Regions from separate parts of the Danio rerio genome. Here region 1 is linked to region 2. A link is a contact called in public Hi-C data. All regions are on one chromosome and are shown on one strand. The core of a region is the stretch at or near the end of the contact, and the rest is flanking DNA. Distances in the headings are between cores, read along the strand shown. Region 1 holds the start of prelid1a (PRELI domain containing 1a). Region 2 overlaps flt4 (fms related receptor tyrosine kinase 4).

Evidence for each region. Hi-C and Micro-C count contacts between places; a contact is called where the count stands out from the background.
Region 1: a Hi-C map of embryo shows a contact between it and region 2, with 2.7 times the contacts expected there. The contact joins the promoter of prelid1a here to the enhancer-like site in region 2. A contact is called at or near these places in 2 of 18 Hi-C or Micro-C datasets (embryo and an unstated tissue).

The regions. Positions count from the first base shown.
Region 1 is chr14:18,314,967-18,321,661 of GRCz12tu, reverse strand. prelid1a (PRELI domain containing 1a) reads right to left here and starts at 5,272. Exons shown (of 6, transcript NM_200366.2): 1 at 5,151-5,272; 2 at 3,471-3,592; 3 at 73-298. The coding sequence starts at 3,562. It also overlaps a transcript of trim105 not described here.
Region 2 is chr14:18,093,505-18,100,094 of GRCz12tu, reverse strand. It overlaps flt4 (fms related receptor tyrosine kinase 4), which reads left to right. Exons shown (of 30, transcript NM_130945.2): 29 at 2,063-2,148; 30 at 2,223-2,698. The coding sequence ends at 2,448. ergic1 (endoplasmic reticulum-golgi intermediate compartment 1) reads right to left here. Exons shown (of 10, transcript NM_001029962.2): 10 at 4,763-6,590. Among named protein-coding and RNA genes, the nearest start is that of ergic1, 48 kb to the right of the region's middle. Within about 2 kb of position 2,509, at least 27 of the 62 cell types and tissues checked have an H3K27ac peak or open chromatin away from gene starts, as enhancers often do.

The DNA.
Region 1 (6,695 bases), core at 4,023-6,522, 220 kb before region 2:
CCAGATGCAGTGTGGTCTGACATTTTGAAAATCATGCATTGTAAAATCGACATAAGAGGAATGGTGACCCACCATAACACGTGCGTGGCTGATGTTCCAGGTAAGAGTGGTCAAGGTCTTGCCCTGAGGATCCACCACGGAGTCCTCGATGATGTAAGCCTTCTGTGCCATATGAGCGGGCAGAAACTTCTCCGCCCAGCGAGGAGCTCTGCTTGTTTTGGTCAAGAGACGTCTGGATTTCAGACAGTTATCCGGAGTGACTTCCCGAAATATGATGTCTTCAGTTAAAACATGATTACTGAGAAATACAAACAGAATTAAAAGCTTAAAGATCAACAAGAAGAACCAATTACTTCCAAGGTAAAACAAAAGTATCTAAAAATACACGGCTGGTCAAATTAACACAATTTTAGGGTTTTGATTTTAGTGTCTAATCCTCACCAAGATAATGCACTAAAAAAAGAAATACTGACTCTCTAAGAAACCATCCTAACACACTCAAGTATCATCAATAATGAAAGTGACACTTCACCCAAAAACTAAAACTCTGTCTTCATTTACTCCCTCTTCAACTTGTTCAAAATCTGTTTGATTTGTTGTCTTTTGCTGAACACAAAGAAGATTTATTGAAGAAAGCTGACAGCTGGAACTCATTAACATGCATAGATTTTCTTTTTCAATATTTTATTGATCACTAAGATACGATTGACTTGGATTGACGTTGCTTCGATTTAAAAATTAAAATTGCAAAAATAGCTTAGATGTAGCTAAACTATTTCAGCCAAGTAGCTTTTAGCTTAGCTTGCCACATTTCCCAGAGGGTAGCTTTTAGTGTAGTTAAGCTACATTTTTAAGTAGAGTAGCTAATAGCTTAGCTCACTACATTTTCAAGCAGCTTTTCCAACACTGGCCACATTTAATAATAGACAGGTTATAGCGCACTAATTAACAAAGGAAATTGATCCTAAAAGTATTAAAGATATTTGCTACATAATCTATTGTTGCAGTGAATTAGTAAAGAATTATATAATCCCATATCAATGTTTATTAACTGCAGGAGATGATGCCCATATTAAAAAATACTATAGATAAATTTGCTATATTTTAAAAAATAATTAAAAAAAATATATTGTATACACTAGAGCTGCACAATAATCAAAAAAAGAATGCAATCTGGATTCGATCTTAATCCAGCATTTCTACGATTCTGCCATTCATATTTCAGGAGAGAAGCAAAGGCAGCCGCACAAGTTTTCACATTGTTTTACGAACACTGTTCAGCAACGTGGACACCAATGGTGTTGAAAGAGTCACATGCTGTATTTATAAGGTAAAGTTCAACCAAAAATGGCATTTCTGTCTTAATGTAATGATGTATTCGAGGCTACAAAATCTCACGTGATGTGAGCTAACAGTGACCCATTACCACAGAGAGGGCAGGCGCGCGCATGTAAATGAAGTCTACTTTAGTGAACAGAACCTGCATAAGCTGTGAATAACAGGTAATACAGTTACAAATAACATTCAGTTTGTGGCACAGAGTGATAGTTTGGGAGCCGCACGGGATGTATGAATCGCACTTAGCAGTAAAAATGAAACCAAAACCGTGCACATGATTTAAATAATCAGATCGCATTTTTGAGTTATGATTGCGACAAGCATTTAATATGTTTTTCTTTCATAGCAAACACAGAGTATTGTGCATGAGAATAAATGTTTAACAGTGTCAGTATAACTAATGTAGCCCATATAATGTTGAATATAATGCAAGAAAGAATTTGATAATGTCTGATTTAGGAAAAAAAATGGTCTAATAATGTTGTCAATGACAGATTGCAAGCATATCTCAAACATAATAATACAACATCGGAATTATGAATAGTTTTATTCTGATGTCATCACTTTACTGTGCATTAATGACCAGGACCAATTTAATGTCTGTCCACCATTCCAAGTCTATACAAAATTTAGCATTTTAACCAACAGAAGACCTACACATATATATATATATATATATATATATATATATATATATATATATTTTTTTTTTTACCATATGTTTGAGAAATAACAATAATAATAGCCCACTCATATAAACCTTTATTTTAGATCAACAAAATCGTGATTTTTATTTTAAGCAAAAAAAAATAAAAAAAAATTGCAATTCTCATTTTAGCCAGAATTGTACAGCACTAGTATAGACATGCACACACACATGTAGGGCTGGGCGATTTTTCCGATTTTTTTGATTAATTCGAATTTACGTTTTAAGACGATTTAATTTTGAATCAAATCGAGAAATCGCAATTTTTTAAAATATATTTAATACATTATAATAGCACCAATGCGCTTTGGTTCACTCTCTGTATGAAGCAAGAAGCACACCAAAAGCGCCTCTCGGTGACGCGACGTGCCATGGATTTTAGAATTCTTAACCGGTTCCTTTACACACACCGGCGCCGCCCATCCACAATTCAGGACGCAGGTCATATTTCAGCCGCGCCACAGAGTGCCATCTGATTAGTTTCATGTTAAATATCATGCGAATCTGCTCGTTTTGGTGATAGTTTAAACTGTCATGTGCGTGCCGTGTCGCAGCGCTTCTGGTGTACGACCTTCTTAACTGCCTGTTGAAGCGTGTAGTCATATAGGATTTTACTTGTTGCATTAGCATGAGTCACGTCTGTGTGGATTTCAACATGTATGAAGGACGTAAAAGCCTGCCATGTGAAAAACCGAGCCGATCTTTTGGTTTGAACACGAGCAGAGGTGAGGGCATGTAGCAGTCAAAAATGAAAGTACCCGCCCCATGACGTCATTTAGCGGACCTGGTTGAAAACCAGACAGATCAGGCAGGATAATACAGAGAGTGGTGCGAAGCGCATAAAATGATCGGTATTTAAAAGGGGGGAATTAGAAAAATAGATTAAATATATTAATTTATATTAGACACACATCTGGTGCTTGTATTTGCTCCTGCTATTCGTCCACAACTTCACACATTGGGTTAAATTAGGCTTTACAGTTTCCATGTTCAGTCCTTTTCCTCCACTGTATCTTTTTAAGAAAAAGGCAGCAGCATTACAACCTGTCATTCAATCAGAAGACAAAGTCAAAGCCAAGGTGACAGCCAATCTTTCCTAGGCTCAGCAAAACTTGCAAAAAATACCTCTGTATTCCTGCAACTGCAATATTTACACAAATATTTCTTATTCAAATCTTCAGCAAGGATATTTGACTCGTGAATTTGTTTTACATTTATTTACACCTTGACCGATTTTTGTATGACAAGGCCAATAAAAATACAATGTTGCTTAACCAGATGGTTTTTTAAGTTACCTTTAAAGAGAATGTTACTTCAGTCATGTTGTTGTAATGTTTTGAGAAGACTAGTAACACAATAATTTTTTTTTTTTAAAAATCGAAATCGTGAATCGATCAAACTTTATAAAAAAAACCTAGATTTGCACCTGTAGGGGTTGGGGTATCTCTGCCAAAAAGCCGAAGACACTTGGTCCCATGAGCTCTTAAGAAAGCCCACACAGCTGAAATACTTCACCATTGTTCCCTCTCAACCTGCTTGTGCTTAAACCTGCAACAAAAGACAAAGACAGACACTAAATAATAAATAATGGATGTTACCTAATACCTACACAAGTGCTATCTTAAGGACAGGCATGGAGAAACTTATTAATAACTTAAGTTTTATGAGCGAACACAATACATCATTTTGTTATACGAGCATCCACAGCATAAAAAATTAGATCCCCAAAAAAGAAAATTCTGTTATTAATTACTCTGAGAAATATGACGCAATATGTCATACTGCTCTTTGTAAACATGCACCCTGACAACATGATGATAAAGACAATATACAGGCAAACAGAGTCATATTTACATTGTTTTTCTGACACTCAAAGGAGCTTTTTTTGGGAGCATAGTATGATTACAGCTGAACCAATGAAGTCACATGCAAGGTTTTAGGTTCATCTTCTGAACTTTTAACAGCTCAGGACCCAAGCTGTATATGGAGGATGGGAGACCTCTTGGATTTCATTTAAAACATCTTCATTTGTGTTCTGAAGGGCGAGTAATAATAAAAACATCAAACTAACACTTTATTCAATTGGACACAAACTGTCTCTTAAAGTACACAACACGAGCTACATAACTAAATGACACCTTCAGGCTTTGCCGTTCAATAACATAGTCAAGCAGAATTTTGTGTTCTGTAAAAACAAAAAAGAAGATATTTTGGAAATTGCAAGGAACTGGCAACCACTGACCTCTATAACTTGTCTTTATATGGTTTATCACCCCAATTTGAATATTCAGTATTTAATACCAACAAAGTATGACTTTAAAACAAAACTATCTCTTTTGACTGTCAACAGTGTTGTATTTTAATAGTCATTTTCTCCTAATATTATTTCCCAGTTCAGAAATTGCAAACAATACTTGTGTGAAATTATATTAAAAGTGTGAATAAGTTAATATAAAACAAGCTTGACCTCAATCTTAACTACACATGCCATTTAAACATGAATAAGCTTGTGGAAACAAAAATATTATCTAAACAAGCAGCTAGCTATGTTTTTATGCAATTATATTGAAAACCGCTTTTACAAAGTCCACAAAAGATATGCAGAAAAACACTTAACAGGATTAGAATAGATCTAGATGAGGATTTAACTCAGTCTTAAACCAGAAAAGTCAAATAATACATCAAGACAATAAGGTTTTGTTGAGACTAACGGTATAATGCGGAAAATAGAGGACGAATATCAAAGTTTAGACAGACAAGTCATTGGATTTTAAAAGTAACTTAGACATCTGACTATAGAATGTCAATTTTAACAGAAGACACTTCAAAACAATTAGCAACATTGGACAACTTTGTAATGAATAATATTGGTACAGACAAGTATTAAAACAATGTAACAGTGACAGTGTAATTATAAACCATGCCTTTCTTATGTAACGTTACTTAAGCTAAATGTCATGCAGATGGGCTAAGGTACTCGTGCTATTACCGCTAGCTCGCGGCTAACGCATGTTTCCACTTTCTGAATGAATGAGCTGATTCGGGCAGCACGAGTAAAATATTAACATTAACAAATAAATAAACATAAACGTGAATGGGTACTTACCAGAGTAAACAAGAATAGGTGGATTTTCGTGATTTTTTCTCTACTCCTACATTTCTCGATCATTCGTCTGTCCCGTCTACATGACTGTACGTGACTGAAGAGAGTAAGGTCATGGTCAGTGACGACACTTCCGGGAGACGTCCCCATTACTGTAGAGTTTTGTTTACGTGCATTCCTTCACATTTCTGTTAGTTAACGCCAGGCCCGTAGTCGGCGTATTGAAAGGAGTGTTCTTTTTTCTCAAAAAGTGAATCTTTTTGCAGTTATTCTCCCAATTCTCTATTAAATCGAGGTCCAAATACTGCATTTGCGGGACATTTTAAGCTCTAATCTTTGCTGCATTGGCTTGTGGCTTGTCACACTTTTTGATGGAACAAAAAATGTCCTACAATTTTGTCAAACAATTTGTGTTTATTTAGAAATGTGCATTTAAACTTACAATTTATTACAGTTTTATCAATAGTATTACAAGATTAGAACTTTAAATGAAACATTTTGAATAAAGATGAAACAATACAAATTTTTAAAATACAAATTTATTATCATAAAAACAATTAGGAATCTGTGAAAACATTAAAAACCTATTTAAAAACTTTATTAAAACTTTCTTTAAAACTGTAGCCTGTAGGTAATTAACAAACTAGCCAGCTTATTTCCTCGTTCAGAATTTGTAAATTTGAATAATTAAAAGTTTAATTTAGTGGGCCTGGTGGCGCAGTAGGTAGTGCTGTCACCACCTCACAGCAAGAAGGTCGCTAGTTTAAGCCTAGGCTGGGTCAGTTTCTGTGTAGAGTTTGCATATTCTCCCAATCTCTGGGTTGCAGCTGGAAGGGCATCCACTGTGTAAAACAAATGCTGAATAAGTTGGCAGTTCATTCCGCTGTGGCGACCCCAGTTTAATAAAGGGACAAAGCCGAAAAGAAAATGAATGAATAAATGAATGAAAATTGTCCGTAGTGTATGAGTGTGAATAAATGTGTATATGGATGTTTCCCAGAGATTGGTTGTAGTTGGAAGGGCATCCGCTGCATAAAACATATGCTGGATAAGTTGGCGGTTTATTTCGCTGTGGCGATCCCAGATTAATAAAGGGACTAAGCTGAAAAAAAATTAAATAATAAAAAGGTAATTTGCCCTAAAGCTTTCTTCTATGGGTTATTTTCACAATTTAAGATGGCATGCTGTCAAAAATGGGATAAAAGAGCTCATAGGGGCCAAATTCGGAACTTTGTCATTAGGAGAGTGTGTCTTTCGAACCACCCGGTCTGTTTGTTTTAACACTTGTCAATGTGGTTTATACAATGGTTTGTTTGTGGAACTTTATCAAAAAGAGTTAAATATCAACCACTTTACCACATTGGCGGCCATTGTTCATCATTGTAGAGGGAAATATATATATTAGAAATTTCAATAAGTTAAGAGGCACCTATTTTACCCCGTTTTCAAGATTTAAGAGAAGTCTTTTGTGCCTCCAGAATGTGTCCGTAAATTTTCAGCTCAAAACACCCATCAGATTTTTTCTTATACCTTTCAATATATTGGAAT
Region 2 (6,590 bases), core at 1,260-3,759:
GGACAATTTAGCCTACCCAATTCACCTGTACCGCATGTCTTTGGACTGTGGGGGAAACCTGAGCACCCAGAGGAAACCCACGCCAACACACATGCAAACTCCACACAGAAACGCTATCAGGTCCAGCCGGCAATTTGTGCTGCGAGGCAACAGTGCTAACATCATCGTGTCGCCCCACAACATTGTTTTTACTGACAAAACGCATCATATAAGTTTTTAAAGATACATGGATTATTTTTTGTTTGTTTGTAATTAACTAAAATAGTCACTTGTAAAAGCAGACCTGATGTGTTTATGAAAGATTTTATCATTTATTTTTAATTGACTAGTTGTAAATCATTGAACTATGCTTGAGACAGTTATGAGATTTGGCTCGAAATGTAAACAGTTTTTTAACAAGAGCTTCATGGAAGACAAGTAAAACCGTTTACTGCATTTTAATTGATGACTAAACTAATTATATTCAATTTGTCATGTGGGACAGTGAAAATGCAACATCATGTCATTTGTAAACACATCAGTATGGACAATAACCAGTGTTGGTTACCAAGTTATGTTATAATATTACTTTTCTAAGTAACGAGTAAAGTAATGCATCACTTAAAAGAAAAAAAAGTACAAATACTTGAGAAAACGTAACGCCAGTTACAATGATGCGGTAGTGCCATAGGTAGTGCTGTCACCTCACAGCAAGAAGGTCACTGGTTCGAGCCTTGGCTCAGTTGCCGTTTCCGTGTGGAGTTTGCATGTTCTCCCCGTGTTCGCATGGGTTTTCTCCGGGTGCTACGGTTTCCCCCACAGTCTAAAGACATGCGGTATAGGTGAACTGAATAAACTAAACTGTCCGTAATATATGTGTATGCATCTGAGAGTGTATGAGTGTTTCCTAGTACTGGGTTGTAGCTAGAAGTGCATATGCTATGTGCTGAACAGTTGGCAGTTCATTCCGCTGTGGCGACCCCAGATGAATTTGAGACTAAGCCAGGGATGGGCAAACTCAGTCCTGGAGGGCCGGTGACCTGCACAGTTTAGCTCCAACACTAATCAAACACACCTGAACAAGCTGATCAGTGTCTTCAAGATCACTAGAAATCTACAAGCAGGTGTGTTTGATTAGAGTTGGAGCTAAACTGTGCAGGACACCAGCCCTCCAGGACCAAGTTGGCCCACCCCTGGACTGAGCCAAAAAAAAAAATGAATGAATGAATGAACTTTCACATATTTACTTTTTGGAACCACTTGAAAATGATCGTTCTGTTGTCCTGTGGTGTCACAGCCCTATTTACTAAAAAAATGTCCAAGTCATAAAGACAAAACCTATATAATTATACAAAATAAAAAACACTACATGAAAATGTCCAACCATGAAGATAAACTGCTATATTATCAAGAGTTGATTTTCAGTATTTTTAAAAAATGAAATAAATGAGGGTGACGCAGTAGGTATTGCTGTTGCCTCACTGCAAGAAGGTTGCTGGTTTGAGTCTCGACTGGGTCAGTTGCCGTTTCTGTGTGGAGTTTGCATGTTCTCCCCATGTTCGCGTGGATTTCCTTCAGGTGCTCCTGTTTCCCTCACAGTCCAAAGACGTGGTACAGGTAAATTGGGTAGGCTAAATTGTCCGTAGTGTATGTATGTGAATGAGTGTGTATAGATGTTTCCCAGAGATGGGTTGCAGCTGAAAGGGCATCAGCTGTGTAAAACGTGCTGGATAAGTTGACGGTTCATTCCACTGTGGTGACTCCAGATTAATAAAGGGACTAAGCTGAAAAGAAAATGAATGAATGAAATAAATGATGATAAAGTTGGTGACCCCTTATATTTTCTTAAACAATAGTCTTCATACATAATCGATACAACATTTTTTTTCTTTAAAAAGATGAATACAGTAGTCAAAATCTGTAGTGGATTTTTTTTAATTGTCCAAAGACAAGAATAGATGTAGAATACTTTTACAACTCTGATAACTTATCCACTTATCCAATTTGTTATCCACTTCAAATGGTGAGTACTGTACACACTCACACAAACACACAGTCTCTAACAGTTACAGTGTTTCTACAGGACAGTCAGACAGACAGTGGGATGGTTTTGGCATCAGATGAACTGGAGAGGTTTGAACACAAGCACAGAGGAGCCATGTTGACACAGTAGGTGAAAACTTGATCATAAGAGTCATGAGTTATTCATAAGAGCAATATTAATCATTGTGTGAACTGTGCAGTGCGACGACGGGCCAAAGCACTGAGCGCCTCATCAGTTGTCCATCGGTGAGCAGCAGCGGCAGCGGTGGTGGTTTGCTCCGTCCAGTGTTCTTCACTCAACTCTCAGGCCAGACCTTCTACAACAACGAGTACGGTCATCTGTCAGAGGAGGGCGTCAGCGACTACTTCTCCTCCTCAGACCAGGCCGTTTATAAGGAAACCTGCCCGGCAACCTCCAACCTGTAACAAGACTGATTGGCCAGTCATATCCCAGTCCTGACCCCCCTCTCCCACTCACACTTACTGAACTGACTGTAGCTTTGTAAAATTCTCTCAGCAGCCACTGGGTGGCACCATTACATCAATTTCAAAACCAATAAAGTATTTTATCACTTTAGTTCCATATATCTTTATATAAAGAGTAAACAGCTTTTATTTGTACAAAATAATGAGAAATGAAGCAGAATGGAGAAAAAAAATAAAGGAATATATCTTATTTTGACTGGTGAGGTCTTAATATTTGATATTAAGTAGTTTTCAGATTGTGTTCAATTTTGAATGTATTAATGGATTTACAGATTCTTTTTTATTAGTGGAAACATTTTTATTAAACGAATGTATGAAGTAAAACAACTAAGAAAAGAAAAGCCTTTTATTAGATGTTTATTTACATTACTACACTGTAAAAAAAAAAAAGTGGGTTGCCACAACTTTGTAAGCTGAATTAACCATGAGTCCATTGAACATGATTAACCTAGTTTAATACGCATTTGCTGTCAGGACTAATTGATCATATAATTTCTTCAGTGTATTCAATGGTATGGTTTCACAATTCATGAAAAAATGTTTCTTGAAAGGACAAACATTTGAAATGTTATTTAATTATTTTATATTAGTACTATTTTTTTATAATACTTTTAAAAATTGTATTGTGCTATATTTTAAATGCATTTCATTCAACTATTTTATTCTCGCCTCAAAATATTTAAAACAATGGGCTAAAAAATAACTCAATTAAACAAAGTCTATAAACCATAAAACAGAGGCATCATAAGCACAACTAGGTCATTTTCTGTACGTGTATATAAACACACACACAAACACACAGCTATTTCAATGTCATGCACTCATGTTCCTTCACATAATTAACAGAACAGTCTTTGTTCAGTTGCAGAAGTCATGGGATAACGTTAGCCTTTAGAGTTCAGTGTTGAAAGAAAAAAAAAATCTTCCTGCACTTTGAAAAAAAAACAAAAAAATTGTTATTTCACACAGCTGGGGAGCCAGAAAACAACATAAAATAACAGAACATTAAATAACAGAAATTTCCTATAAAATAGCAGACATTAAATTAAAAAAATTATTGTAATTCAATTTGGCAGAAAATGTCATTTAACGTGTTATTTCACAGCAAACAGTAAAATCTGTTATTTTACAGTAAATTTGTTATTTAATAGCTGTTATTTTACAGTAAATCTTTGTAATTTAACATCCACTATTTTACAGTAAATTTCTGCAATTTAATGTCCACTATTTTACAGTAAATTTCTGTAATTTAACGTCCATAATTTTACAGCAAATTTATGTAATTTAACGTCCATTATTTTACAGTAAATTTCTCAACTGCCGGGAAAAAAAGAAAATATATATATATATATATATATATATATATATATATATATATATATATATTTTTTCTTTTTTTTTTTTTACAGTGTGCCTTAAATCTTTTAGTTGAATCAAATGAACTTTTCTAGTCATCTCAACTTCAATCAATAAAACTGACCGAGATATATTAAGTTAAACTTTATATAAATAGTAGCTGTAGTTGAAACCTGATTTACTTGTTAAAGTAACATAAAAACATTTGTTGTCATGACACTTTGTCATAATTTTTAGTGTACCAGAGATATGTGCTGCTGTGATGACTGTAAAAGTTTTGGACATACCACCAAATATTAAGGCTGTGCTCAAAGCAGCCATTATCAAATGAAATCAATGTTTTAGAAGTAAAAGAGATCAAGTGTTCAGATCTGTCGGCTGTTCTAATAACTTTGGCCACTACTATACATGTGTGTGCTGTCCTCCAAAGTTAAAATGCAGTCTCTATGCAAAATGCCTTTACCAATTTTTTTATTTTATTTTTTTTATGTTAGCTTGGCTTTTGTAATTACTGCAAATAGTACAAACTTGCTTTTACAAAATTGCACAAAACTGAATCTGGACAGTCACAAAACCTTTTCTAGACATTTACTCAGTTTTAACCAAATGAGTAATTACTGCACTTTGCCTTTGTAGTGTGGAATGTATGTTTGAAAAACACATTTTATTAGTAGAAATGGTTATAATCTGACAATTAGACTGAAAGAAAACAAATAATAACTGAAATAAGAAAACAACTTCACTCTTGATTTACATGTCCCCATAATTTATTTTTTCTCCTTTTTATTACATTATGGCAAACCTTTATTAACATTTTGAAGAAATGAAAGTAAAAAATAATTGGTAACCCAAATTTTGAAAAGACGTACAAAGAAGAACAAACATACAACAACGTAACTGGCTTTTGCTGTGGTTTAATCTAACCATGATAAACAAAGGTGCAACCAGGAAGTTGAGATCCACCATCAGATAAAAAACGAGAACAACAAAAATAAACTAAGCAGTTTCAGAGTCCTTAGATTAAAACAATAACAAACGACTGGTCAGGTTGAAATGTAGTGTTGTGGTTTCTGTTTCTTATTGAATGAAAATATACCCCAGTTGCCATGTCTACCGCAACAGCGCATCACAGATTCGAACCATTGTTTACTTTCATAAGGAACGGTCCAGTGTAACCAGCTCAACCAGATCTGCGGTCATAACACTGGCAGGAAATGATTCAAGATCTTTACGGCAGGGCTTGACGAGACATAAACAACACGTTTCCAGCATAATCTCCAAAACAATAAAGGATAACCAATAAACCATTATGGGCTGTGGAAATAAAAGTATCATTAAGCCACAAAATACCCTTGAATGATACGGAAATAAACTTAAAAACATTCCTTCAAGATAACCTTTAGGATACAAAAAAATACAAAAACATTCATAAACTTCCCTTCAGTTGAACACTTTAAAAGTGAATACAATAAACCAAAATAGAGGCCTGTAATCAGAAAGCCACTCGAGTGCAAGAAAACCCAATGTACCATGGAAAAACAGAGAATACACACTGCATAACAAAAACACTGCTTTAAATGATGTACAAGTTAATCTCATGAAACACTTAACTCACAAATATATATATATATATATATATATATATATATATATATATATATATATATATATATATATATATATATATCGTGGAGGAAATAAATCTAATGTAACAACTTTAAAACTGTGTTGGTGTTTTTATGAAAATGTACAACATTTAACTAGGATATTCAATCTGACTGTCAACAATAAAAAAAAACATTAAAACCTATTAAAAACTGCAAATGATAAAGGCGATACTACTCTGATGTGTTTAAAATCTGCCTAATAAAATGAGAATTGGGTTTAGGGGTACAACGTATTAAGCGATTAGTTGACTTCACTTAAAAAAGCTGCTGCCTTAAAAATTATTAAGCAAATAAATAATGTGCATATTTAAATTAAGTCAACATATAAAATTTAGACAACTTAAAAATTCCTAGTGTCAATGGGTTTACTCACTTTAAGCAAAATCAACTAATCCCTTTTTACAGTTTATGATTTAAATCCCGGACGAGCCCCCGTTTTTGTTAAACAGCAAAAGAGTTTAACTGTTAACTATAAACAATCTACACTACACTTTAAAAATATCTGTTCATCTCCCTGACTCATGGGTGCAGTGCATTTATTTTCACTTTCGAATTGCATTATGGGACCTTGATTTCTGCTCTGACAACATTAGAGGGAAAAAGATTCACTTTAAAGTGACTTTTATTGAGGTTTTTAGTAGTTTGAAATGATATATTATTGGAGTTTTTGACATAAATTAAGAGTAATGAGCTGCCGGTACATTTTCTGTAGTTTTACAGATTTATTTTGTATATATATTTATTCTTATGCAATATATAGTTTCAAAACTACTACACAAAAATGACACGTTAATTTAAGGTGACATAGTTACACATACACCATGTACTTACTATTGTAATTATAATGAATTATGCCAAATAAAAAGTCATTCTAAACCCAAGTATATAGTAAGTACATGCAACTAATTCATATTACTCAATAGTCAAATGTGTAGTGTAGTGTCTATATCACTTAAAAAAACCAAAATGTTAATAAAATACACTTATGATTTCATTTTTAACATCAGATGTCAGCAGATCAGACATCAAAATACCAAAACACAATTCAGATGTGTAAAT